5 separate regions of the Mus musculus genome follow, and all the other regions are linked to region 4. A link is a contact called in public Hi-C, HiCAR-type and promoter capture Hi-C data. All regions are on one chromosome and are shown on one strand. The core of a region is the stretch at or near the end of the contact, and the rest is flanking DNA. Distances in the headings are between cores, read along the strand shown. Region 1 overlaps App (amyloid beta (A4) precursor protein). Region 2 holds the start of Mir155hg (Mir155 host gene (non-protein coding)). Region 3 holds the start of Sod1 (superoxide dismutase 1, soluble). Region 4 holds the start of N6amt1 (N-6 adenine-specific DNA methyltransferase 1 (putative)). Region 5 holds the start of Jam2 (junction adhesion molecule 2).

Region 1 (2,700 bases), core at 170-2,669, 2.2 Mb before region 4:
TCCTCTTCTCCTCTCAATGTCAACTGGAAGATCTACTCCTCGCTTCTAAAAAATATCTCCCTACTTGGAAAAGCAACAGATGCCGCTTAGTAAGTGGAGAATTATGATCAGTGGAATAACCACTCCACTGAACCGCCGTGAGAGCCAAAGGTATGTTCTAATTACTGTGCCTAAGAGATCCATTAAACAACAATGCCTCTAACCTGTAAGTCCCTTGCCCAAGGACAGATCCTTGCAGAGAGGCTGGAAGCAACTCCCTTAAACAAGTTTGCTTGACTCAACTGCACCAGATGCATGCAGACAGGAATTATCTCAGGATGTAGGACCTTTGGCCCAGATTGGATGGATGTAGGTAGGAGGTACACAAGCAGGAAGTACGTCTGGACCTACACTTGCTCTGGATGGCCCTGATGGGAAACATGGTGGCCTGTTGGGGTGGCCTTTTCAAACCTCTGCAGAAGGTTACTCTTTACTGTTTCCTGGGACCCCAAGAATGGACCCCGCCAGAGTTCATCATCCTGGCCAGTATTTAATTAAAAGCTTGCTTCAAATTTGGATCAAAAAATTCTTTCAGTGGTCTTAATCTCCACCAGTGGGATTAGCACCACCAGGTTATTTTTTTCAGAAATGTAAGTCAACAGTGCGGGCTAGAACCCATACTGTACACAGGTGGCTCTGCGTGGTTCGTGTGGTTTTGTGGAGGCTGCGTATGAAAATAACCTGTATGGATTGCTGCCGCCATCCTGAAACTGGAGATATTTTTCCCATGGGAAAACAGTGTTCGGTGCCAACAAACAAAACAGCCAGCTGAAACAGTAGGTGTTCAGCCATGGCTTCAAAAGCAAAGAGGCTACTTAAAAAAACGCTGAGCTAGAGCCACGGAAATATTACTCTTAAAAACACGGCTAACCTTTTTGGAAACAAACCTTTGCTATCAGGGAAAACAAAAAAGTTTGTTTTTTTTTTTCCTTGAGCCACAACACAGAGAGCAAAGACATGCCATGGACTTTCCTCATGGTACTGCAGCTAGATGTTGGCCTTAAATCAGCAGAGCTAAAATAAAGGTAAACATATGGACTTGACTTGGACCCATCTGCAGAGGGTGAATGGGGAAGTCTACCCCTCCAACCCCTACCATTTACAATGAAGGGAAGAGGCAGCGTCTGGAACAAGCTCTCTTTCTGCCTTTCAAACAGGGCGCTCCTTCTCTCCAGGAACTTTCTCTCCTTTTCATTATCAAGATCAGAATTCCTTATAGAACGGGTTTGGCAGCATTCTTCACCCCAGTCCCAGCTAAGAGGGGCTTGAACAAGGAGCTCTCTGTTTTCCTGGTTAAAAAGGCCAGCTTGGCAAGACGGGGCATGGATCCATCGCTTGGCCCCATCAGTGGATTTATGTCGTTTTAAGGTTTCTGGCTAATGAAGACCATCTGGTTTCTACATCCAAGCAGGCTTCTCACTGGCCTGAATAATTCTCTCTCGTATGGTGTAGTATTTGGTATTTTTTTCTTCTTTGGTGGGATTCTTGTATAAGCTCTTAAAAAAACAGACGGATTCTATTTCTATCCTATCCTTGGTTTTCCTTGCATAAATACTATTTGCTTGCTCATAACCTGAGCACAGTTCAATTACATTACTTACACACACACACACACACACACACACACACACACACACACACACACACACACTGTACACTCCAAGTTTCTTTTAAATTCAACCCTGAACGCCTTCTCCCCTTTCAAAGGTCATGAACTGATTTCCGTAATGACAATCTAGGAAGTTTGCCTGTGAGCTCCTTTTAAGGATGAATAATCACTATGAGCAAATTTTGCTACTCCAACCAAAAGACAAGACTCTGCGAGGGAGGGTCCCTCTAACCCATCATCCACAGAGAACATACGCAGAGCATCGTTTCGTCAATAACAGGAAACTAGGGCTTAAATTACAATCGAGGAAAGGAAAGAAAGTGCAAAGATCATTTAGGCCAACTTGAAGCAGGACTAGACTAAGATTTCATCCATGGCTAGAGTGTCAGAGGCAGAGAGAAGTTGGCCACTGTCTGTCAAAGGCAGATGCATATGTGTGTGGGGACAAAGGATAGAATTGCCCACCAAACACGTACAGAAAAGTGAACCACGACGGCTGTTAGAACCCTGCTCCTCAAATTACCCACATGGTGGTCACAGTAAGTCACAGTACCTTTACAGTATAGCCATGTCCAGCCTGAGTTCCAGCCTAGAAGGATCTGTTACAAAAGTGAGTAGAGAAGGGGGAGGGGAGGGGAAATAACCGCTCTCACAGACTTAATGTAGGTAGTTTTCACACCTGGAAACTCGTCATTCTTTGGAGTCACTTGCTGACATAGCTTCAAATTACAACTCAGCGCTCTTAGAAGCTTTTCCTGGCCTCTGTGGATGCCATGCTCTGCAAATGAGGGCCACACAGGTGTTCTCCAGCTGACCCCAAAACTCTGCCCCATCTCAAGGCTACTGAAGCATGCTCCCTGCTGATGCCCAGCAGGAAACCAAGAGGTCTATTGAAAGCAGCAGCGTTTATCATTCAACACCCACGAGATTAATAACTGCCGCTGAAAGCTTGCATTATAGGAAGGCCTAGCAAAGACTGGCAGGCAGACTGCTGCTTAACCAACTATAAATGGATTAGAAATTGGAATTTAAAAAAAAAAAACAAAAACAGA
Region 2 (2,700 bases), core at 102-2,601, 2.6 Mb before region 4:
GTTTGTTTGTATGTATGTATATGTGTGTGTATGTATGTATGTATGTATGTATGTATGTATGTATGTATGTATGTATATGTGTGTATGTATGTATGTATGTATGTATGTATGTATGTAGATATATGTGTGTATATGTATATGATGAAAGTTGAAGATGAGTATGAATATGATGCCCTTTCTTACAGCTCCAAAAGTTCATCTACCCTACTCTGTATGTGTGTGTCTGTGTGTGTGTGTTATATGTGTGAGATACATGTGTGTGTGTGTGTTACCACAAAAAAATTACTAAAAATAAAAAGATCCAGTATAGGACATATTCTTCTCTGAGTACCTTAGCTGATAACATTTTCCCTGGCAAATCAGCAAGACTAGACAGATTGTGACATTCTATGCCTCCCTTATACCTCAAAATATTATCCTGAAGAAAAGTCTAATTATATTCTCCTGGAATGTCCTTAGGTTTAGGCTATACCACAGAGAAATGGTGATATGCCACATAGTGAATGGGACCTGGACTTACGATTTGTCTGAACTAAATATAGTGCTTAAGGTTGGTCGAGATTTTTACCTAAGGTCAAAAGAGTTGATTGCAATAGCAATTCCTAACATTATATTTTATTATTTATTGAGACGGGGTCCAATATAGCCCAAGCTGACCCCAGAGGTGATAAGTAATTGGGAACAGCCCTGAGCTCATGATCCTCCTAAGTCCATCTCTCAAGTCCTGAGATCAAAGGCTGCACCAGTGTCCATGTATGTGGTACTTGGGAATCAAACCTAGGCTTTTCATGTAGATAGATGATAGATAGATAGATAGATAGATAGATAGATAGATAGATAGATAGATAGATAGATAGGTGTGTATGTGTGCACACATGTATGTATATATGTAATATACATATATATGTATATATGGCTATACATATATATGTATATATGGCTATATATATATAGCCAGATGTGGTGGTATATGGCTATAATTCCAGAATTTGGGAGACTGAAGTGTAAGGTCATGAGTTCAAGGCCAGCCTAGGTTATATAGGGCAACCTTGGCTACCTATACTAAATATATTCTTGGTAATACCTTTATTCAGATGGTATCTTTAAAGGATAGAAACAGAACTTATAGATAAGTTATTTACTTAAATTGGAATGGGGTTATGTAGGCACTCATGCACACATGCACAGTTGCATATATTCTCCCTAATGGGTCAATAATATGGCATGAAGTAGAACACTAGAATCTTAATAGATTTACTGAGGACTTACTGAGTTCAATGCACTATGAAGAGAAAAGGTATTATTACAGTCTTTCTTTTGGCTGAAATAAAATCCAAGATTGAAACTGTGTAATTCACAGACTTTCCTCATGAAACCAGCTCATCTGAGAAAACAGCAAAGTTTAAAAAAGAAATACTATCAGTAAGTATGATATATTTCCTTGGTTTGGAAATTTCCAAGCCACGATATTCTGCCCTGTCAAAATATATTCACTGGGGAATTTTTAACTTGATGCATTTCTTTTGAACTTAATCACATTTCTACATCTAGCTGGTTTCATTATTAAAGAAAAGAAAAGGTGGTTCCCCTCTGGTCCTAAAGGGAACCACAGACTTGAGTGATGCTTGAACTTCTAGGTTCGCGTACAGTAACACTGAAACCAGAAACTTGTGGGAGAAATGTCACTTTATCTGAGAGAGTAAAATCCAACTCTAACAGGAAACAGCAAATTCATCTTTTTTCTTTTTCTAAACCACTCTGCTGGAGACAAGTCCCTTGAGTCAGAGCTCTTTAAGGCGCACTTCCTTTACATGGGTCAAACTGAAGCCACCGGTTTGTGAGTCCCCAAAGGAATCACTGGAGGACAACAGGAGCATTTTCAGATACCTTTCAGGGCAGACCTGCCCTGGCTGTACCCCCTATCTTGAAGAAAAAGAAAAACGAATAAGGTGAAAATCGCAACTACTATTTATAGAATCAAAATGGGTTCATCCATTGAGTTTTAACTTTCAAAAATCATAAAGTACCATCCTAAATATCTGAGATTTCTTGAATTGCCTAGTGACCTGTGGGATGTACGTCAGAATATTACCCAGAACTGAAGTTGTGTCCTTTGAACTTCAGCATTGTAGAACTATGAACCGTGGCTGTGTTAAAAATGATACATGTATTCAAATATTTCCACAGAATTTAAAGTTTGATTTTATAATTAGTTTTTAAATTGCAAACCTTACAAAAATTTTCCAAAATTTACTTAGAAGCATTTCAGAGCTCTTTTCTTTCAAAGCTGAAGTCTACCTTGCCTTCAGATTCATAATCGTTCACTCTACTTTATAACTAACTGTGTGCGTACACACAACTATTTCTTTTTCTCTTTGCAGGTGCTGCAAACCAGGAAGGGGAAGTGTGTGGTTTAAGTTGCATATCCCTTATCCTCTGGCTGCTGGAGGCTTGCTGAAGGCTGTATGCTGTTAATGCTAATTGTGATAGGGGTTTTGGCCTCTGACTGACTCCTACCTGTTAGCATTAACAGGACACAAGGCCTGTTACTAGCACTCACATGGAACAAATGGCCACCGTGGGAGGATGACAAGTCCAAGAGTCACCCTGCTGGATGAACGTAGATGTCAGACTCTATCATTTAATGTGCTAGTCATAACCTGGTTACTAGGATAGTCCACTGTAAGTGTTACGATAAAT
Region 3 (2,700 bases), core at 65-2,564, 2.9 Mb after region 4:
TCTACACAATGAGTTCCATGAGAGCCAAAGGTACACAGTGTGATATTTTTAAAAAGGTATGTGTGTCTTTTTTTTTTTCAAATTTTTATTATTTTCTTCATTTACATTTCAAATGCTATCTGGGGAGTCCCCTATACCACGCCCCCCTGCTCCCCTCCCCACCCACTCCCACTTCTTGGCCCTGGCATTCCACTGTACTGAGGCATATAAATTTGCAAGACCAAGGGCCTCTCCTCCCAGTGATTGTCGAGTTGGCCATCTTCTGCTACATATGCAGCTAGAAACACGAGCTCCGGAGGTACTGGGTAGTTCATATTGTTGTTCCACCTATAGGGTTGTAGACCCCTTCAGCTCCTTGGGTACTTTCTCTAGCTCCTCCATTAGGGGCCCTGTGTTCCATCCAATAGATGACTGTGAACATCCACTTCTGTATTTGCCAGGCACTGGCAAAGCCTTACACGAGACAGCTATATCAGGGTCCTTTCAGCAAAATCTTGCTGGCATACGCAATAGTGTCTGCATTTGGTGGCTGATTATGGCACGGATCTCCAGGTGGGGCAGTCTCTGGATGGTCCATCCTTTTGTCTCAGCTCCAAACTGTGTCTCTGTAACTCCGTCCATGGGTATTTTGTTCGTTATTTTAAGGAGGAATGAAGTATCCACACGTTGGTCTTCCTTCCTCTTGATTTTCTTGTGTTTTGCGTGTGTGTGTGTGTGTGTGTGTGTGTGTGTGTGTCTTAACTGGCAGAGCACTTGTCTGTCATGCAGGGGGCGGGGTGGGGGGTGGGGACTGTCTAATCTCCAGCTCTAGTAACAAAAATAAAAGAAGTAAAAAATAAGTAAGAAACGGGGGTGTGTCTAGAGATAGAACATGGGCTTTACACATTTTAGACATCATGAGAAAATAAAGCTGGAAATGACACTGGGCATCCATCTTGGCGCATCTCAACTTTCACACTGCAACCGAGGCGCGCTGTGCAAAGTCAGTGACAATCCGCATTTCCAGACACAGTGGGTTCAGACCTTCCAGGCGCGCACGCGGGCCTCGTGTTCTCGGTTTCCGCGGCGACTCGGCCGACGTCACAGTTAGAAGACAATAGCGACTTTCCCCGCTCAGGCTCCTCGGGAACTTTCTCAGTCCGCACGCTCCAGGAGCCGGAGCTACCCTCCGCCCCGCCCCCAGCGTGCCCCGCGGCCAGGGAGCTCCACGAAGGGCGGGCGGAGGCCGCGGGTAGCGATTGGTTCCGTGCCAAGGTGGGCGTGGTCAGACTCAGGCCTATAAAAGCTCCGTGGCGCCAGGGCCTCGTTTTTTTGCGCGGTCCTTTCCTGCGGCGCCTTCCGTCCGTCGGCTTCTCGTCTTGCTCTCTCTGGTCCCTCCGGAGGAGGCCGCCGCGCGTCTCCCGGGGAAGCATGGCGATGAAAGCGGTGTGCGTGCTGAAGGGCGACGGTCCGGTGCAGGGAACCATCCACTTCGAGCAGAAGGCAAGGCCCGGGGCGCGGGGCGCAGGCCGCGGTGACGCGGCGCACCTGTGCGGGAGCACGCCACGCCCCCGCCACGGCCTGAGCCCGCTAAGTGCTGAGTCACCGTGGCCTGGGGCAGGGGCTGGGCGCCGGGAAGCGAGGCCCGGGGCGCCGCGGGGCCTTCCGGGCGGGCGGGGGCCTCCCCGCGCCCCGGAGCGGCTGGGCCTGCCCGGGAGAGCCGGCTTGGCATCCGTTATCCTTCTGGGGCTGCTGCTTTTCCGGTGTCCGTGTCCCACAGGCTCAGAGCCCCGTGGCCACCGGCTGCGATTGTTGTAAGAATATTTGAACCCGGTGGTGCCAGACCGGACTAAGGCCGCAGGACGCGTTTGCGGCACTTTAAAGCAAAGTCCTGGGCTGTTCTGTACTAGGTCAGGGTCGTGTCGCAAGGCGGAAAGAAAGAGATGGCCTTGGACAGCCGTCCCTTGCTTTGCACTCCAGAGAGAGACCCGGCTGTGGGTTTTTTCTACCACAGCGAGTTTCTGAGCACATTTTGGAAAAGTACATAGAGATATTTTCGAAAATACTGTGACCCTGCAAAAACACATGCGTCACAGGGAAGATGTGTGTGGTAAGGTTGTGTCCAGAGCCTTAGGGAGGTTACCGTTGTTGTATTCACCTTAATCCCGAGAGAATATTTGATAAATGAGCGTTATGTGCTCTCTGAAGTGGTGGACATACGTGTGAGAAGGCAGACACCATAGTGAATCCCAAGTGTTTGGTTTACGACGAGAACTGATAACGGCAATTTAGAGTTTTTCGTAACTAGCCTCGTTTCCAGCAGTTTCTTGGCATTGAAATGCGTTTTGTTGTTTTCCTGTGGAAGTTTTTTGTTTTTGTCTTTTTCTCCTCCCCACGTAATTCACTGTGAGAAAGACGAAGTTCGGCTGGGTCTTACCCCTGTGTGTGGGTTTCTGTCATCTTCCACCATGCCATGCCAGAGCAGCTCGCACTATTTTTGTGACGCTGCAAACTACACATCGCTGGTGCCCTTTGTACCCAATGAAACGATAGTTAAGCATTCCAGATTGGCAGTTGTAATCAAAGCTGGTTGATTTAACCTGTTGCCAACTTTTCAGAATCAGATTTTTCTACCCAAAGTTCATATTCCCTTATTCTGTTGCAAAAGTTGGACATTTAAAAAAAAAAAAACCTAAAAAATGATTGTCCTTGCTTGTTGGT
Region 4 (2,700 bases), core at 86-2,585:
AAATCCTCTGGGAAACAACTGAGAAAGAACGGCTATTTCATTTCATTGCTTGTATGCCAAAGACATTTTAAGGATGCATGTGAAAATAACAAATTCTCGCGGCACATGACACTCTAAAAAAATATTTCCGTATTATATTTAGATGTTTGTGCATGTGTGCACATGTATGCTGCCATACCCTTGGAGGTCTGAGAACTCTAAGAATAGGTTTTCTCCTTCCACTGTGTGAGTCTCAGGGACCTGCTCCATGTGCTCAGGTTTGGCAGCACCTACCTGCCTTTTACCAGCAGAGCTTTCTTGCCATTTTCAAGTCTGTATTTGTGATGCCGCCAGAGAACAGAAGATTTAACTCCCAGGAACTGGAGTTACTCTGTTTGTGAACCACCTGCTGTGGGTACTGGGGACCAAATTCTAGTCCTCAATAATAGCCTTATTCCAGAACCATCTCTCCAGCCCCTTACATTTTTTTAAAGACTATGATTTTCTGTATGTTATTTTTTTGCCTGTATGTATGGGCACAACAGTGACACTGACGCAGGAAGAGCAACAACCTGGAGCTGGGGTTATAGGGAGTTGTGAGCCACCAAACAAAGGTGCAGGAAACCAAACTTTTGTCTTCTTCAAGTGCAGTACAAGGTCTCAACCCCTGAGCACTTCCCCAGCCCTCCAAACCATTGTCTCTGTTTTGTTTCATTGTTTTTCGGAGACTGGATTTCTTTATGTAGCCCTGGCTGTCCTGGAACTCTCTTTGTAGAACAAGCAGAGATCTGCCTGCCTCGGTCTCCAGAGTGCTGGGATTAAAGGCAAGAGCCACCACAGCCCAGCCCAAACTATAATTTCAATGAATGAAAGTGTTATCCATGTATAATATTGTCAAATACAAAATAAAAATTAAAAGTCATAAAAGCTGGGCATGGTGCCACAGCTTTTATAGTCCCAGCACTCAGGAGACAGAGGCAGGTGGAGGATCACTATGAGTTCCTGGCCAGACTGGCCTACATAGTAAATTCCAAGACAGTGAGAATCTGTATAACAAAATTAAGCAAATAAAAGTAGTCATAATCTTATAGATGGGTATTTACATTTCAGTTGCTTAAAAAACAATAAATTTTGTAAACACTATTTTTGCAAGTGCTTACAAGTTTAAAAGGGAAGAAACTTTCCAAATGTCATTAGAATAAAGCAGTCACCTTAGTACAAAATAACTGACGATGCTCAATATTAGGGTAGCCGATAAAAGTAAGCACAAGTTGAAAACGGATGTTAGAGGTTGCTTAAAAGTTCCAGAGAGCCCAACAAGCTCTTTCACCCCAAACGCCACCCAGTGTAAGACAAAAGCGCATGCGCAGCAAGCCTGACGCGTGCGTACTCAACGCCCGCCCATAGGAAGCGGAAGGGAAAAGATGGCGGCGCCGAGTGTCCCCACGCCGTTGTACGGGCACGTGGGTCGCGGAGCCTTCCGCGACGTGTACGAGCCAGCGGAGGACACGTTCCTGTTACTGGACGCGCTCGAGGCGGCGGCGGCCGAGCTAGCAGGGTGCGAGGAGGGTGCGCGCCTCAGGGGGAGAGAACGGGGTGGCCGGGAGGCGGAAGCCGGAACTTGCCGCCCTCCTCCGGAAGTGGTGGGCCGGCCTACTTTCTGGTGATTGACAGCAGAGAGGGGTAAAGGAGGCGTGTCCGGCGGGCTGGGGTTAGAGCATCGCTCAGATGTTCCTGCGGCTTCAAGGTCACCCTGCCCTGCCTTTTAGCTGTTAATCTGAAGAATGTAAACGCGCCTCTGAGGAGCAGCCGGAGTTTAGCAACCAGAAGCAAGATGTCCCAAAACTTTCCTAATTTTCTATTTTAATTTTTTTAAGTGAATATGTAAAACTCGCCTTAGTGCAAGAATAACATCCTCTAGCAAAGGAAGAACACATAAGGATCAGTGAACTATTAAATTCACTCAACCTAGTCAAGGAACAACCACTAGCCGTCTGAGCACTTAAAGTGTTATTGCAACTGGGATTTTTTTGTTTTGTTTTGTTTTTTAATTGAACTGTTAGAATTTTAGTTGCATGTGGTTAGAACTATTAGGGAAGGTTTAAATAGTCACGTGCCTCCGCCGGTAGGATTTTCACTAGCCTGATTTGTTGAAGGATTGGCCATAGCTTTAATTGACATAAATAGTAAATGCCCACATGTTAACTTTTCTGAGAAAAGAATTTGAGCTGAGAACGGGAAAGATGGCTCAGCTGGTAAAGGCACTCGCTGTCAAGCCTGCAGACCTGAGTTCCGGCCTCAGAAACTACTACAGGTTGTTCTTGGAGGTTCAGTTACAATGCTGAGGACCATTCTGCACACATACATATAATCACTCTAATAAAATAGTTTGCCGAAAGAATATGGGTCATTAACTTAATGGCCAAGATTCCTACTGGGTGTCTCCAGAACGAAATAGCCATCATGTTTATTTATATTGTCACTTTTTTTCTGCCTATAAAACCAGTCTTTCTTCATAGATGGTGGAGCATTTTGAGCTACTGGAATATCTCGTGGAGCACTGAATTGTAACTTGAATGCTCAAAACAGCTCAGAAAAATTTACAGCTACAAATTGCATTGCTTCGTATGCTGTAATAGAGCTGACCTTGTTACAAAGGCTAGGAATTCTAGTTATTTTTGAGACCGTAATGATTATTTCCATAAAGAAGGCACCTGGTAA
Region 5 (2,700 bases), core at 131-2,630, 2.6 Mb before region 4:
CTTAGATGTGGGCTGCATGGATGTGTGGATCCTTGGCTCTGTATTTTATCTCACTTCAGGGCCCCAAAGACAGACTTGGGGTTCACTGGAACTCTACAATGTGGCTATATCGAATCAATCAATCAATCAATCAATATCTCTCCCTTTCTCTTCTCAGTTTTCACGACTAATTTGACTCTTTTAATTGGATTGTCAAGGACAATTGACTTAACCTGTCTCTGAGCACAGGCCTTAAGTCTTTTTTTTTTTTTTTTTTTTTTTTTGCCTTAAGTCTTAAGTTAGATGACACCCTTACTCCCTTACTGTTTGTGAGTTTGGGCTACCAGCTCCATTTTTGCCTTTTTTTTTTTTTTTTTTTTTAACTTTGCTTTTCTTGCCCTCAGGGGTCTTCTGTCCCCTCCCCTTCCCCATGAGGGCCAAAGCTTTCATCACTGTTGCCCAGGCAACAGTGGGGATGCCTCATTCCTCACAGCTCTGCATATCTAAGTATATCTTAAGCCTTTGTCCGCAAGGCTGGCTCAATTCTTTGTAAGTGGTCCACCACTAAATCAGCCATCCTCTACACATAATTATTTATTATTTAGCTTTATTTAAAACGATTTTAAAAAATGTCTTCACCTGACAACGGCCTTTACACAGACGGGTCAATTTTCTTGAATGCCCCAGCCATCAGTTCTGGAGAGGAAATGTGAAAATCGCCTTTGCAAGTGCACGCTTCCGAAGTGCGGGTCAATTTTAAAGCACGCACTGGAGCATTCATAATGGATTTCCCTTTTAAAAGCACATGAGACCAAAAATAAACCTGACAAAAGGGCAGCTGTAGAGTTTTAACATGTGGAAAACTCCACAGGCGGCAGTTACATAACGGGGAAGAAACAAGATAAATATTTCACACCGTTAGATGAACTTCCAGATGACAACTAAGAAGCCAAGAGCCCAGAACACACCTTAACTCTCTAAGGGGTTGGGGGGACGGGGAGGACGGACTTGAAGCCAGAAGAGGCTAAGCCTGATGATAAAATCTGGGACCTGACTTGCAACTTGAGTGATGCCTTTGTCCCCCGCCCCCTCCGCCCCTCCCCACCCCCCCTTTCTAGAGGCAGGGGCTGAGCTCATGCCCCTATACTTTAAGAGCGCTTCGCCAGCGGTTTTGTCCGCTAGATAGAAATTTTCCAAAAAATATCTCCCACGCTAGGCAAAACACTGAAAAGGAAGTTTTTTTGCGCCAAGAGGAGAGACATGGCGAGACAGACCGAGCCACTACCGCTCCCAACACACACACACCCTGCCCATCCCACCCGGCTGCGCTCCTCCTGCCCCCAGCTCCTCGCCCTGGGGACAGCTGGCAGCCTAGCGCGGGACTAGACACAAAGCGGATCAGTCTGGGGGCGGGGGGCCGACCTGCAGGGTTCTCCCTCAAGAGGCTAGTCCTCTGCCGCCACTCGCTTAGGACCCTGCGGACACCGCGTCCCGCGTCCACGCCCTCCCCTCAACCCTCTTCCACCCTTCAAAAGAAGGACTGTCCCAGACACCACGTCCTAGGGCCAGAAGACCTGCCCCCACGACAGTCGCTGGAGACACCCCAGACCGGAGAGACTGACATCGGGACAGGACCCGCCCCTCTGCTTCCACCTCTCAGGGACCTCCTCTGCTCCGCCGCCGGGCGAAGTGCTGGGAGACCCAGCCGCCTGTCGCGCTCCTGCAGGGGGACCCTCAGCTAGGCAGCCAGCTGGCGCCCGCGTAGATGGCGAGGAGCCCCCAAGGCCTCCTGATGCTGCTGCTGCTACACTACTTGATCGTCGCCCTGGACTGTAAGTCTCTGGGGTAACAGTCCTTTCCACCCTCCGGTCTGGCTATACCAGCCTCCGGGACCCTCGCCTGCAGGCATGGCGCTCAGTGCTAGGGGGTCTGTCTCGGGGCGCCAGGCTTTGCAGTCTGGGAGCACGGAGGGTAATCTGGATGAGGGCAGGCTCTGGGCAGGGAGACTGAAGTCCTGTGCGTCTTGTAAATAGTGTTGGATCTGGGCAGTTAAGAATTGAAGAAAACAGACGATCCTCATCTCCTTGCAAAGTCCGAGGAAGTTTTCAAAGACACCGGGACGTGATCAGAATGCAAAACTCTCTAAGTATTCAAGATGCGAAGAGCCCAAGAAAGATGGCATCCGGGGTTGGCGAAGGCCACTCTTAAGTAGCTGCGGCTGAGGGATCAGTGGTTACGGTCCCAGCTGCCCCGGGCAAGGTGCTGGGTAAAGCACTTTAGAGGCGGTAGCGGGGTGAAATTAGCTGAGCCCCAGTAGCTTTTCGCCTTTACGCCTGCAAAACCGGCTTAGAGAAGTCTGTCCGCTCCAGCCAGCTGCCGTGTCCTCAGGGGATGTCCAGCCAGCGGGACTGGCTGTTAGGATTGTTAGAAAGGCGCAGGCGATGAATGAGCGAGCTGGCAGCTGGCATAGCTGCGGAGGCGTCCCAAAGCCAGTTTAGTTTCTCTGGGTACTTTGAAAGAGGATTTGCGCGGGTGCTGGCCTAATGTGATTTGAAATTTGATTTTTGTTTTCTTCGCGTTAACTTTTTAGGAAAAGGTAGGAAATTACTATCTATTTTTAAGTGAGGAAGTCCTTGTTGTTGTTGTTGTTGTTGTTGTTGATGATGATGATAAACACCCTCCCCCTCCCTGTTATCTTTTGTTCTGTTGGTTTCTTCACTA

Evidence for each region. Promoter capture Hi-C pulls out the DNA fragments that hold promoters and counts their contacts. A called contact is a pair of places that touch in the nucleus more often than the background predicts. HiCAR-type assays count read pairs that join an accessible place to other places. Capture Hi-C pulls out chosen DNA fragments and counts their contacts.
Region 1: a contact with region 4 is called in a promoter capture Hi-C map of liver, with 4 times the contacts expected there. The contact joins the enhancer-like site here to the promoter of N6amt1 in region 4. A contact is called at or near these places in 3 of 39 promoter capture datasets (cranial neural crest, hippocampal neurons and liver), 2 of 115 datasets of contacts at active chromatin or transcription factors (extraembryonic endoderm stem cells and trophoblast stem cells) and 2 of 9 other capture datasets (adipose tissue and embryonic stem cells).
Region 2: a contact with region 4 is called in a Hi-C map of B cells, with 5 read pairs. The contact joins the promoter of Mir155hg here to the promoter of N6amt1 in region 4. A contact is called at or near these places in 4 of 39 promoter capture datasets (hippocampal neurons, liver and maxillary cranial neural crest), 1 of 484 Hi-C or Micro-C datasets (B cells), 3 of 115 datasets of contacts at active chromatin or transcription factors (astrocytes, bone marrow-derived dendritic cells and large pre-B cells) and 1 of 9 other capture datasets (embryonic stem cells).
Region 3: a contact with region 4 is called in a promoter capture Hi-C map of liver, with 4 times the contacts expected there. The contact joins the promoter of Sod1 here to the promoter of N6amt1 in region 4. A contact is called at or near these places in 2 of 39 promoter capture datasets (liver and pre-B cells), 1 of 115 datasets of contacts at active chromatin or transcription factors (astrocytes) and 1 of 9 other capture datasets (liver).
Region 5: a HiCAR-type map of astrocytes shows a contact between it and region 4, with 7 times the contacts expected there. The contact joins the promoter of Jam2 here to the promoter of N6amt1 in region 4. A contact is called at or near these places in 6 of 39 promoter capture datasets (cranial neural crest, embryonic stem cells, frontonasal cranial neural crest and 3 more), 6 of 115 datasets of contacts at active chromatin or transcription factors (astrocytes and embryonic stem cells) and 1 of 9 other capture datasets (embryonic stem cells).

Annotation. Positions count from the first base shown.
Region 1 is chr16:85,127,117-85,129,816 of GRCm38.p6, forward strand. All of the region lies in intron 1 of App (amyloid beta (A4) precursor protein), which reads right to left. Among named protein-coding and RNA genes, the nearest start is that of App, 45 kb to the right of the region's middle. Within about 2 kb of position 1,420, at least 64 of the 459 cell types and tissues checked have an H3K27ac peak or open chromatin away from gene starts, as enhancers often do.
Region 2 is chr16:84,711,672-84,714,371 of GRCm38.p6, forward strand. Mir155hg (Mir155 host gene (non-protein coding)) reads left to right here and starts at 1,352. Exons shown (of 2, transcript NR_132106.1): 1 at 1,352-1,422; 2 at 2,382-2,700. Mir155 (microRNA 155) reads left to right here and starts at 2,469; the gene lies at 2,469-2,533.
Region 3 is chr16:90,219,448-90,222,147 of GRCm38.p6, forward strand. It overlaps Sod1 (superoxide dismutase 1, soluble), which reads left to right and starts at 1,315. Exons shown (of 5, transcript NM_011434.2): 1 at 1,315-1,482. The coding sequence starts at 1,411.
Region 4 is chr16:87,352,850-87,355,549 of GRCm38.p6, forward strand. It overlaps N6amt1 (N-6 adenine-specific DNA methyltransferase 1 (putative)), which reads left to right and starts at 1,336. Exons shown (of 6, transcript NM_026366.2): 1 at 1,336-1,537. The coding sequence starts at 1,404.
Region 5 is chr16:84,772,743-84,775,442 of GRCm38.p6, forward strand. It overlaps Jam2 (junction adhesion molecule 2), which reads left to right and starts at 1,381. Exons shown (of 10, transcript NM_023844.5): 1 at 1,381-1,811. The coding sequence starts at 1,745.